Linked DNA regions of Anser cygnoides: region 2 is linked to region 1. Evidence: chromatin contacts called from public Hi-C data. All regions are on one chromosome and are shown on one strand. Each heading gives the region's core, a stretch centred on a gene start, on an enhancer-like site or on the middle of the called end of the contact. The rest is flanking DNA. Distances are from core to core; before and after follow the strand shown. Region 1 holds the start of MTHFSD (methenyltetrahydrofolate synthetase domain containing). Region 2 holds the start of MEAK7 (MTOR associated protein, eak-7 homolog).

Region 1 (4,388 bases), core at 1,346-3,845:
ACAACTCTCCTCCACATGTTAATTCAGACTTTGCCCGTTTTGTGTCCCTACTTGAGAAGTAGCACATATCCGCAGGATCTCCTTGGTGGCACCTGAGGGTGGCACAATCCTATTGAACAGGCCACTTCTCAGCCGCGGGGTGGGAACCAACAAAGTCTTCCTTGCCTGTGAAACAAAAGGAGTCACCACATTAAAATGAGGCGGGCTCGTTTTACAGAGAAGAAACATTTTTACTGTCCCATAGATCTCCATATGGCCAACCATCTTATTTGCTATGCGTCGTTAGCATCGGTGACTGTGTAGTGGTTGTAGAGGAATCCTCTCCACTACGGTACAGCTTCAGACAAGGAACTATTTAAAAAATACAGGGCAAAACATGCCTGTTGGTCTAAAGTATGCGTGCACAAATGAGGTACTCATAATAAGCGAACAAACATTTATGGGTCTGACATACACCCTGTGATAAATGTATGGCAATCTGAGGCAAGGCTACCTGACGTGTTTCTGGGAATTAGACCACAAAACCATGGAAACAGCTGTTGTTCCACAGAAGTGTACTACTTTACCAGAACTCTATGTGAACCTCTGTAGTTTGCCCAAAAGGCAATGATACGCTGACATGAGCAGCCCTGGGAAGCTCAGGACTGGTAAAACTCCTGCAGGAAAAATAGCAGGAGTTGGCCACAAGGTGCTGCCAAGCACTGCACCATTGTCCCACTCTCCTCCTCAGGGGTGCAAGGCACTCAGTTACCTGCAGCGCGGCTAGCCGAACACCTTCCAGAGGTTTATCAGGATCCACTTTGATCACACCTGCTCTGCTGAACGCATCGAGCTCTTTAATAGAGCAGCAAGCCTGGTGGGACCCCTGTGTGAAGAAAGGAATCAGGAGAGAAGGGAATGCATTCACTTACTTCTAGTGTTAGAAAGCGAGCATTCTTCTGGGGAACATCGGGATTTATTTTTACAGTATTGGCGGCTTTGAACTCCTGTAAAGCCAGAAGCCTTGTCGCAGCATGAGAGGCACCCTGTTTTCATAAAATAACCATGCATCACCAAGGAGTTCAAAGCAGAGAGGAGAAATTTTTACTCTTTCATCCTGTAGAGACGCTAACTTCCCATGATTTTAAACAAGAGGGACACACTGCTAATTTTGTGACCTTCTCTATGGGAAGGAAACACATACCAACAGTGGCTGAAGGCTCCACTAACATCTTGCAGGCCACAGAAAAAAAGGGGACCTGGGTACACTCACTTTGCCTAAGTTGACTCCATTCACTCCTGACTCAAAGTCGGAGGGCAATTTCCCTGTTTAGACAATGAACACAAACAGGTTCCTTTAAACAAAGGACACAGAGGCTGGTTTTGGATGAACCACTTTCGGGACAAGTCTCCCTTTGCAAAGCCTATATGGAGCTCAAGAAATTAAGTTCTTAGAGTGAGGTGCGAAAACCTGGTGAAACACAAACAAAATGCAGCACACACCTGCCACGGCCTATCTGTGGGAGATCACAGAACGGCTCGGGTGGGAAGGGACCTCAAAGATCATCCAGTTCCCACCCCCTGCCATGGGCGGGGACACCACCCACTGGATCAGGCTGGCCAAGGCCCCATCCAGCCTGGCCTTGGGCACCTCCAGGGATGGGGCAGCCACATCCTCCGGGCAACCTGTGCCAGCGCCTCACCACCCTTACAGCGCAGAACTTCCTCCTAATGCCTAGTCTGAATCTCTTCTCTTTTAGTTTAAGACCATTCCCCCTCATCCTATCACTACCTGCCCAAGCAGAGCCCCCCTTCCATCCTTTTCTTTATCCCTTTTAGCATTGAAAGGCTGCAGCGAGGTTTCCCCGGATGCTTCCCTTCTGCAAGCTGCACACCCCCGGCCTTTCCTCACAGGGGCACACCCCAGGCACGGCAGAGCTTTGCATTTGCTGACCCGCAGCGCACCGGAGGTGCACGGGGTGACGATCTCAGCTCTCTGCCGCCGCCGCCACCACGATCACCACCTCCATCGCCTCCTCCACCACCACCACCACTTCCACCACCACCTCAACCGCCAGCTCCACCTCCGCCGCCTCCATCCTTGCCTTCACTACCATCACCACTACCTCCATCGCTCCCACCACCACGCCCAGGACCACCTCCTCCTCCACCACCACCCCCACCTCCGTCACCATCACCCCCAGAACCTCCACCACCCCCACCTCCTCACCCTCCCCCCCGTACCTTGAAGTTGGGGATGCGGCCGTGCACGGGCCGGGGTCTCTCCGCCAGGCCGCTGCTCTCCAGGTAGCCCCACACCAGCTCCCGGACGCCGCCCTTAGATGTCCCTGAGGGAACGGGGGGCAGCGCTCAGCTACAGCCCCCCCTAAATCCCCTCAGCCCAACCGCCGCCCCCAACGGTCACCCTCGCGCCCCCCCCGGCCGTGACGTAACGCCCCGCGTGACGTCACGCCCCCCACCGTGACGTCGCGCCCCCGCGCCCCGCCCCCGCCGCTCACCCGCGCGCGGCCCCGCGCCCCCCTGCATGGCGGCGAGAGCCGCCCAGGGGTGGGGCTTCCGGCCCCGGCTTGGCTCCGCCCACCGCTCCGGGAGGCTACGGCGGGGCGGAGGGGACAAAAAGGTGCGAGGGCGAAGGGGAAATGGGGGGGGGGGGAATAGGAATAGGAATAGGAATAGGAATAGGAATAGGAATAGGAATAGGAATAGGAATAGGAATAGGAATAGGAATAGGAATAGGAATAGGAATAGGAATAGGAATAGGAATAGGAATAGGAATAGGAATAGGAATAGGAATAGGAATAGGAATAGGAATAGGAATAGGAATAGGAATAGGAATAGGAATAGGAATAGGAATAGGAATAGGAATAGGAATAGGAATAGGAATAGGAATAGGAATAGGAATAGGAATGAACGCCCCAAAGAGAAGCCCCCTCTCCCGCCATAGCCTGTTCTGCAGTGCCACACGCTGTGAGGAAAACCCCAAGCCCAACCCATGGGCCTTTCCCCGAGTCATGCCCCAAAATCCCGGCCATGTCCCCGTGCTTTGCCAGCCCCCGAGGGGCCGCGTTTTGACTTAAGGTTCACAGCAGAAATCAGGGAGAGCTTATGTACAGAAACAGGGCGCAGCACAGCCCCCCAGGATCCCATAGCCTTCCTTTCAGTCGTATGTTTTACCTGGAAAAAAGCACACTTCTCATAAAACAAACTCCCAAATCAACTATTTAATCAGTTATTTTTCCATTTAAAGTCATCCAGTCATACATAAAGCACTACCCAGCCTTTACGTGCGATTCCAGGTCCGCCAGCATCTGCGAAGCACGCTTCTCACCCACATATAATGGGATGGCAAACGATTTATTTGCCCGATTTATTATTTATGGGACGGATGCATTCCCCAAGCACCCCGAGAAAAGCAGAGCGGGACAGGAGGGCTGTGGGAGCGACGAGCCATGGCTTTGTCTTAAAGCCTCTCAGGGAAGAATGGGACATGGCTTTGGGGTTCGGTTTCTGATCTGCTTGGCTCGGGTGCTGCCGATACACGTCCACGGCCGGAGCTGACTGTTGCTTTGCCAGCCCAAAAAGCGGAACAAATTAGGATGCTCTTCTCTGAATAGTTGCAGATGTTTCGCTGGGCAGATGCAAGTGCATTTTCTTTCTGGGGCTGCTGTTGGTTGCCGAGCTGTTTTTTTCACAGCGCAAAGCAAAGGCCACGGCTCCACTGGGCCCGGGAGTCTTTCCCCCTCCAACAATTTGTTTTTCAAGCTCAAACCGATACCGTGGACTTGGGCTAAACGCTGTGGTGAGCCTGGGGCTTCACCTTCCCACCGAAACCCCTCGTCAGCATTTGGAGAAAGAACTCGGAGCCCTGGTTCCGCAATGGGGTGCGCTTAGGAAGAGCCTTTTCACTACCTCCGAGTGCTGCTGGAGCCAGTGGGAATCCGTCCAGGCATAATAGACCACCCATGTGGAGCTGGGCCTAAATGTTTGAAGCTCATTCCTCCACTTCCTACTCACGGAAAACTCCCAGCGACTTTGATATCTCAGCGGGGAGTTCGGGATTGGGCCTTTGGTGAGCAATTTACGGCCTCTCTGTAAGTCAGCCTCATGATTTGCGCTGCCGGCAGAGGAAATGGAAGCGTCGTCCTCCTTCCCGAGAGGGTGCAGGGACCTCACGTGGGCTCACCATGCTGGGACACCGGGTGGCATTTAGCTCTCCTCGTGTCCGTCGGGGCTGCAAGAGCCAGCACTCTCCGTCTGTCCGCTGTCACCCCAAAATCATCGTGCTGCAGCTCCCGGGATGGATGCGGCTCTGACACACTCTTCCTCCTCTCCTCTGGGAAAGGGGAAGCGAGTGAGAGCAACTGCATTGTGACAATTAATGCAATAGC
Region 2 (4,388 bases), core at 1,246-3,745, 660 kb after region 1:
CTTCTTTGCAAAAAGCAGCTGCTTGGAGCTGAGGAAGGCCAGATATCCTTCAGTAGCTTTGACTGGTTCAGAGCTCAATAGTTAGACAAGAGAGGTCATGAAATTACCATGCGTTTGTGAAGATCATAGAGACGCTGACAAATAGACTTAGCATAAGGTCAGTTAGACTAGAATCTCTAGCCCTGTATTTCCAGTCAAGAAAATATATCATAAAGACAGAGATACAATATGAAATGCAACCTTTAGGAAAAAAAAAAAAAAAAAAAAAAAAGACTTCTGAAGTGTCAAAGAAAAGAAGAAAAAACTAACTTGAATTCGAAAATTTTGCTTTTATTTATTCTGTATGTTTACCCTTTCTCCTTAGGCATCAGTCGGAAATTCATTAATTCTGATAGAAACCAAACAATTGCAGCAGACTTTCTAGTAAGTGCTTATGTAGTCCAGGGAAGGAGCTTTACCAGGAATGGAATTTTGTCCTCGTGGTACATATTGTGTTTACAGAGTTCGTGGGAAAGAGATTAAAATAATTTATTATAAGAATTTTTACTCCCACATATATGCCAATAAACCTGAGAATCACATTTTCAACGCATCTGAAGCACCCAATGTAAGCTACACAGTTAACTTTCTTGACATATTTCGCCACCGTGTGGACAAATAAGCTTCAAGCAGTTTCGATTAACTGCTGAATTTGTGCTCACATTACATGAACTTCCTATTCATTTCCTCAGGTTTGACTTGCTATGTCTTGATCCCGCTGACACAACCTGGTTACCTTATGTGGCTCTAGTGACGACCAAGGCAAACCAGAATCAGTAGGTATTTATTCATCCATGACCACCTTGGAATGCTGCTCAATGCGTTTTTAACTCCGAACTGGCAACAAGAATACACTACATGTTTTTATAAAGCTTTGCATACCACAAAAATTTAAGAAAACTGAGTATTTGGGGAAGTTAATGTTATCATAATTTTTACTTGGTACAAAAGAATAAAAAAAATGGGAACTCTGCCATGACTATTATATATTTTATATGTTATACATTATTTTCTTGCTTTGGTATGTTATAAAGGAACTGTTGAAAAGACATGGATCAAACTGTCATTTCAAGCCACAGGCCAAAGCTGCTAACCTGTCCCATAGAGTCTGGTTGCAGGAACACAACCATCACTACATTTGGGGGAAGATGCATGTGCACATCTTCCCCTTGGCTGGAAGGAGGCTTTATGTCGAGGTCTGGCTGCAAACAAACTACAGCTAGACAAACCGTGGGTGAGGCATCGCTATTGAGAACGTGAAGCCCTCAATGTATTTCTTACAGGAACCAAACCCAGTGACTGCAAGGACAAGGGGAATGCTGCTGAAGTAACATAACTGAGGTGGAAAGAAACAGTTATTGATCTGAAAAAAGTGAGTTTGGGGACCAGTATTGCAACCATTTAGATTTTTTTTTTTTCTCAAGTATTCCTGTCTCATAGTGAAGGGTGGCCGATGCCCAAGTGCCATCCCTGCCACCTGCCTTTTCTTCTCAGCCCCAGTATGGCCTTTACTTTCCAGCCTGGTGTGATTTTGGCAGCCACGAGATAAGAGTTTGACCTATTCACTGAGAATTTTTTTATATTTTCCCCCCAATGCCATGGCAATTCGCCTGACTGTATACCCTGAAAACGACCTGACAAGGCACCTTCGCCTTCTCTGAGGAGCACTGCCCTGGGCAGTCAGTCTTCCCCAGTCACAACACACAAACCTCTGAGTTTTCACCACTCTTTCCCCCTCTACTCAGCCCTGGTGAGCCCCCACTTGGAGTACTGCATACAGCACAAGGATGTGGAGCTGTTAGAGTGGGTCGGAGCACCTCTCCTACAAAGAAAGGCTGAGAGAGCTGGGCCTGTTCAGCCTACAGAAGAGAAGGCTCAGGGGTGACCTCACTGCAACCTTTCAGTACTTGAAAGAGACTTATAAAAAAGATGGAGAACTACTCTTTGCTCAATCAGGTATTGACAGTATGAGGGGGAATGGTTTTTTTTTTAAAAAAGAGGGGAGATTTAGAGGTTGGAAGTAAATTTTTCACTCAGAGGGTGGTGAGGCACTGGAACATGTTGCCCAGAGAGGTTGTGGATGCCCCATCCCTGGATGTGTTCACAACCAGGTTAGATGAGACCCTGAGCAACCTGATCTAGTGGGTGACATCCCTGCCTATGGCAGGGGGATTGGAACTGGGTGATCTTTGAGGTCCCTTCAAACCCAGGCCATTCTATGATTGTTTTTGGGCTGCACTTTAGGGCCGAACTGCCTGTGCGGCTGAGGTGAGCCGAGAGCTCCCGGTCAGTGGGGAGAGCCCCTTAACCGGGGTGAACCCCTTAACCGGGGGAGCCCCCGATCAGCGGGAAGAGCCTTTCCCCACACCGGCCCCAGTCTCAGGGGCTCCCACGCAGCCATCCCAGGCTTTCCACAGCGGTCTCTGTCACCGCCCGCCTCCCTGGACGAGCATCCCCGGTCCCGCCCCGCCACCGCCTCAGGGGCGGTGCCGCCCGGCGCCATTCCCCCGCCGCGCTCCGCTCCGGCCCGGCAGCCTGCAGGCGCCGGGGGGCGCCGGTTGTCGGGTACCGGGGGCGGGGGGGGGGGATGGGGTGTAAAGGTCCGGGGGCTTCTCCTGGAGGGGGCGGAGAGGGGTCTGGGGGGGGGTCCCGCGGCGAGGCCGCGGCTTAGGGCGCCCTGCGGGTAAGGGGAGAGGGGGGCTGGCGGCTGGCGCCTCCTGCTCCCTCCGGTTTCTGCCCCCGAGGTGGGACGGGGGCCATTTCTGGGGGTTTGCAGATCTGGTGGGGAAGGACGGGCTCGGCTTTGGGGAAATAATAAAGCTAGAAAATTGCAAATCGCCAAGGCTTGTGCCTGGCTCCCTGCTAGGAACTACTCGCCTTGGGTCTCCCCCTTCTCAAGAGCGGTGCCCTCCCTGCATGGAGCCCTGCTCCTCAGTTCCCTGCTGATAGTGACCATGTCCTCACGGCTTTTTCTTCCAGGTTACTGCCATTTCCATTAACCTTTTGGCGTTTATCCCGCGATCGACATCTTCCTTGCAGGAAGCAAGGCTTTTGGGCCTGTAACACTCAGTTAAGGTAAATAAGCCCAACCCAGACTCGGAGGTACAGCTGCTTATCAGTCAATGTCACGTTGGATTAGCCTAAACAAAGAGCTTCTGATGTTTCTGAAGGGCTGTTTTAGGGCCTTGCCTAGAAAATAAGGTTTGTGTGGAAGTGGTAATCCTGAACCCAAAGTGACGTGCCAGAAATAATGCGGAGTTTGTGGAAAGGAAAACACGAAAGGGCAGATTATACAGTTTCTCCCCGTTTTGGGGTTGTCACCCCAGAAGCGTGTAAGTCTGGGGAGATGGGAAGGCCGTTTGCAGCAGTGTCTGTCACGGAACCTGGGATTTCAGGTCCCTGTGGCGCTGTTAGGTCTGTGCCATGCTGCTCCAGGGAGAAACCTGGTGCATGTGGTCTTGACAGCACATTAAAAAACACCCGCGTTAAATTAGTAATGCAGGTGAATCCTGAGGCAGTGGGAGAAACCACAGGTGTACGTTAAAGGTATTAAAAAAACCAAACAGACAAAAAAACCCCCACAATTCTTTGGATACCAGCCCCCAACAATTTATTGAATTCCTATGAAGCTGTGTGTTAGGTCTTGAGTCTTCCTCCTAAATGTTTTGGTTACTCTGTATTTCTTAGCAGCTTTTTGACTGATTGCCGAATTGAGTCTGTAGAAACACGTGATTTTCAGAGTGATACTGTTTTAGTGCCATATATTATTGGCAGACCTAGCTTCAGTCTGTTAATGCATTAGAAATGTAGCATAATCTGTCATAAATAATCCATAATTAGGCTATTCCCTTCATGTTACTGATGTATTCCAGCTGACAGACTCGTGGTCACTTTGTACAAGCTGATTTAATCATTAAATCATACTGGTTTTTCCATTTGATAAGACCTGAATGACGTTTGAATTGGTAGACAGGGTGGTCTTAGCAGAGAGATGTGCTTTTTAAAGCACAGTTACTACTCACACACATTATTCTTCAACTTTATGTAGTTTCGATATTCACGGAGACTTAAAAGTAGTTCTAATAGTTTCCTAGCAAGCTAGTAATTTGCCCTCTTCTAAAACTTGCACTGGTATGTCAGGCTGTTTGGTGCGTCTTTTGCGACCATTGTAATAGCCTTTAGTATTTGCATTTTTTTTCCATTTCCCTTTGCTTCAGGTTGGAAAGATGGGAAATGCAGAAAGCAATGCCTATCGGAACCACCTTTCCAGATTTCTTCCTGAGGAGCAGTCTGACATTGATGGAGTATTCGATACCTTATCGGGATCAAGTGGCTCATCAGCAGCAAAA

What was found. A called contact is a pair of places that touch in the nucleus more often than the background predicts.
Region 2: a contact with region 1 is called in a Hi-C map of liver, with 2.1 times the contacts expected there. The contact joins the promoter of MEAK7 here to the promoter of MTHFSD in region 1. A contact is called at or near these places in 2 of 7 Hi-C or Micro-C datasets (granulosa cells and liver).

The regions. Positions count from the first base shown.
Region 1 is chr12:3,108,999-3,113,386 of Taihu_goose_T2T_genome, forward strand. MTHFSD (methenyltetrahydrofolate synthetase domain containing) reads right to left here and starts at 2,596. Exons shown (of 10, transcript XM_048075141.2): 1 at 2,499-2,596; 2 at 2,224-2,327; 3 at 752-865; 4 at 52-165. The coding sequence starts at 2,526.
Region 2 is chr12:3,773,690-3,778,077 of Taihu_goose_T2T_genome, forward strand. MEAK7 (MTOR associated protein, eak-7 homolog) reads left to right here and starts at 2,496. Exons shown (of 9, transcript XM_067004319.1): 1 at 2,496-2,604; 2 at 3,019-3,114; 3 at 4,257-4,388. The coding sequence starts at 4,266.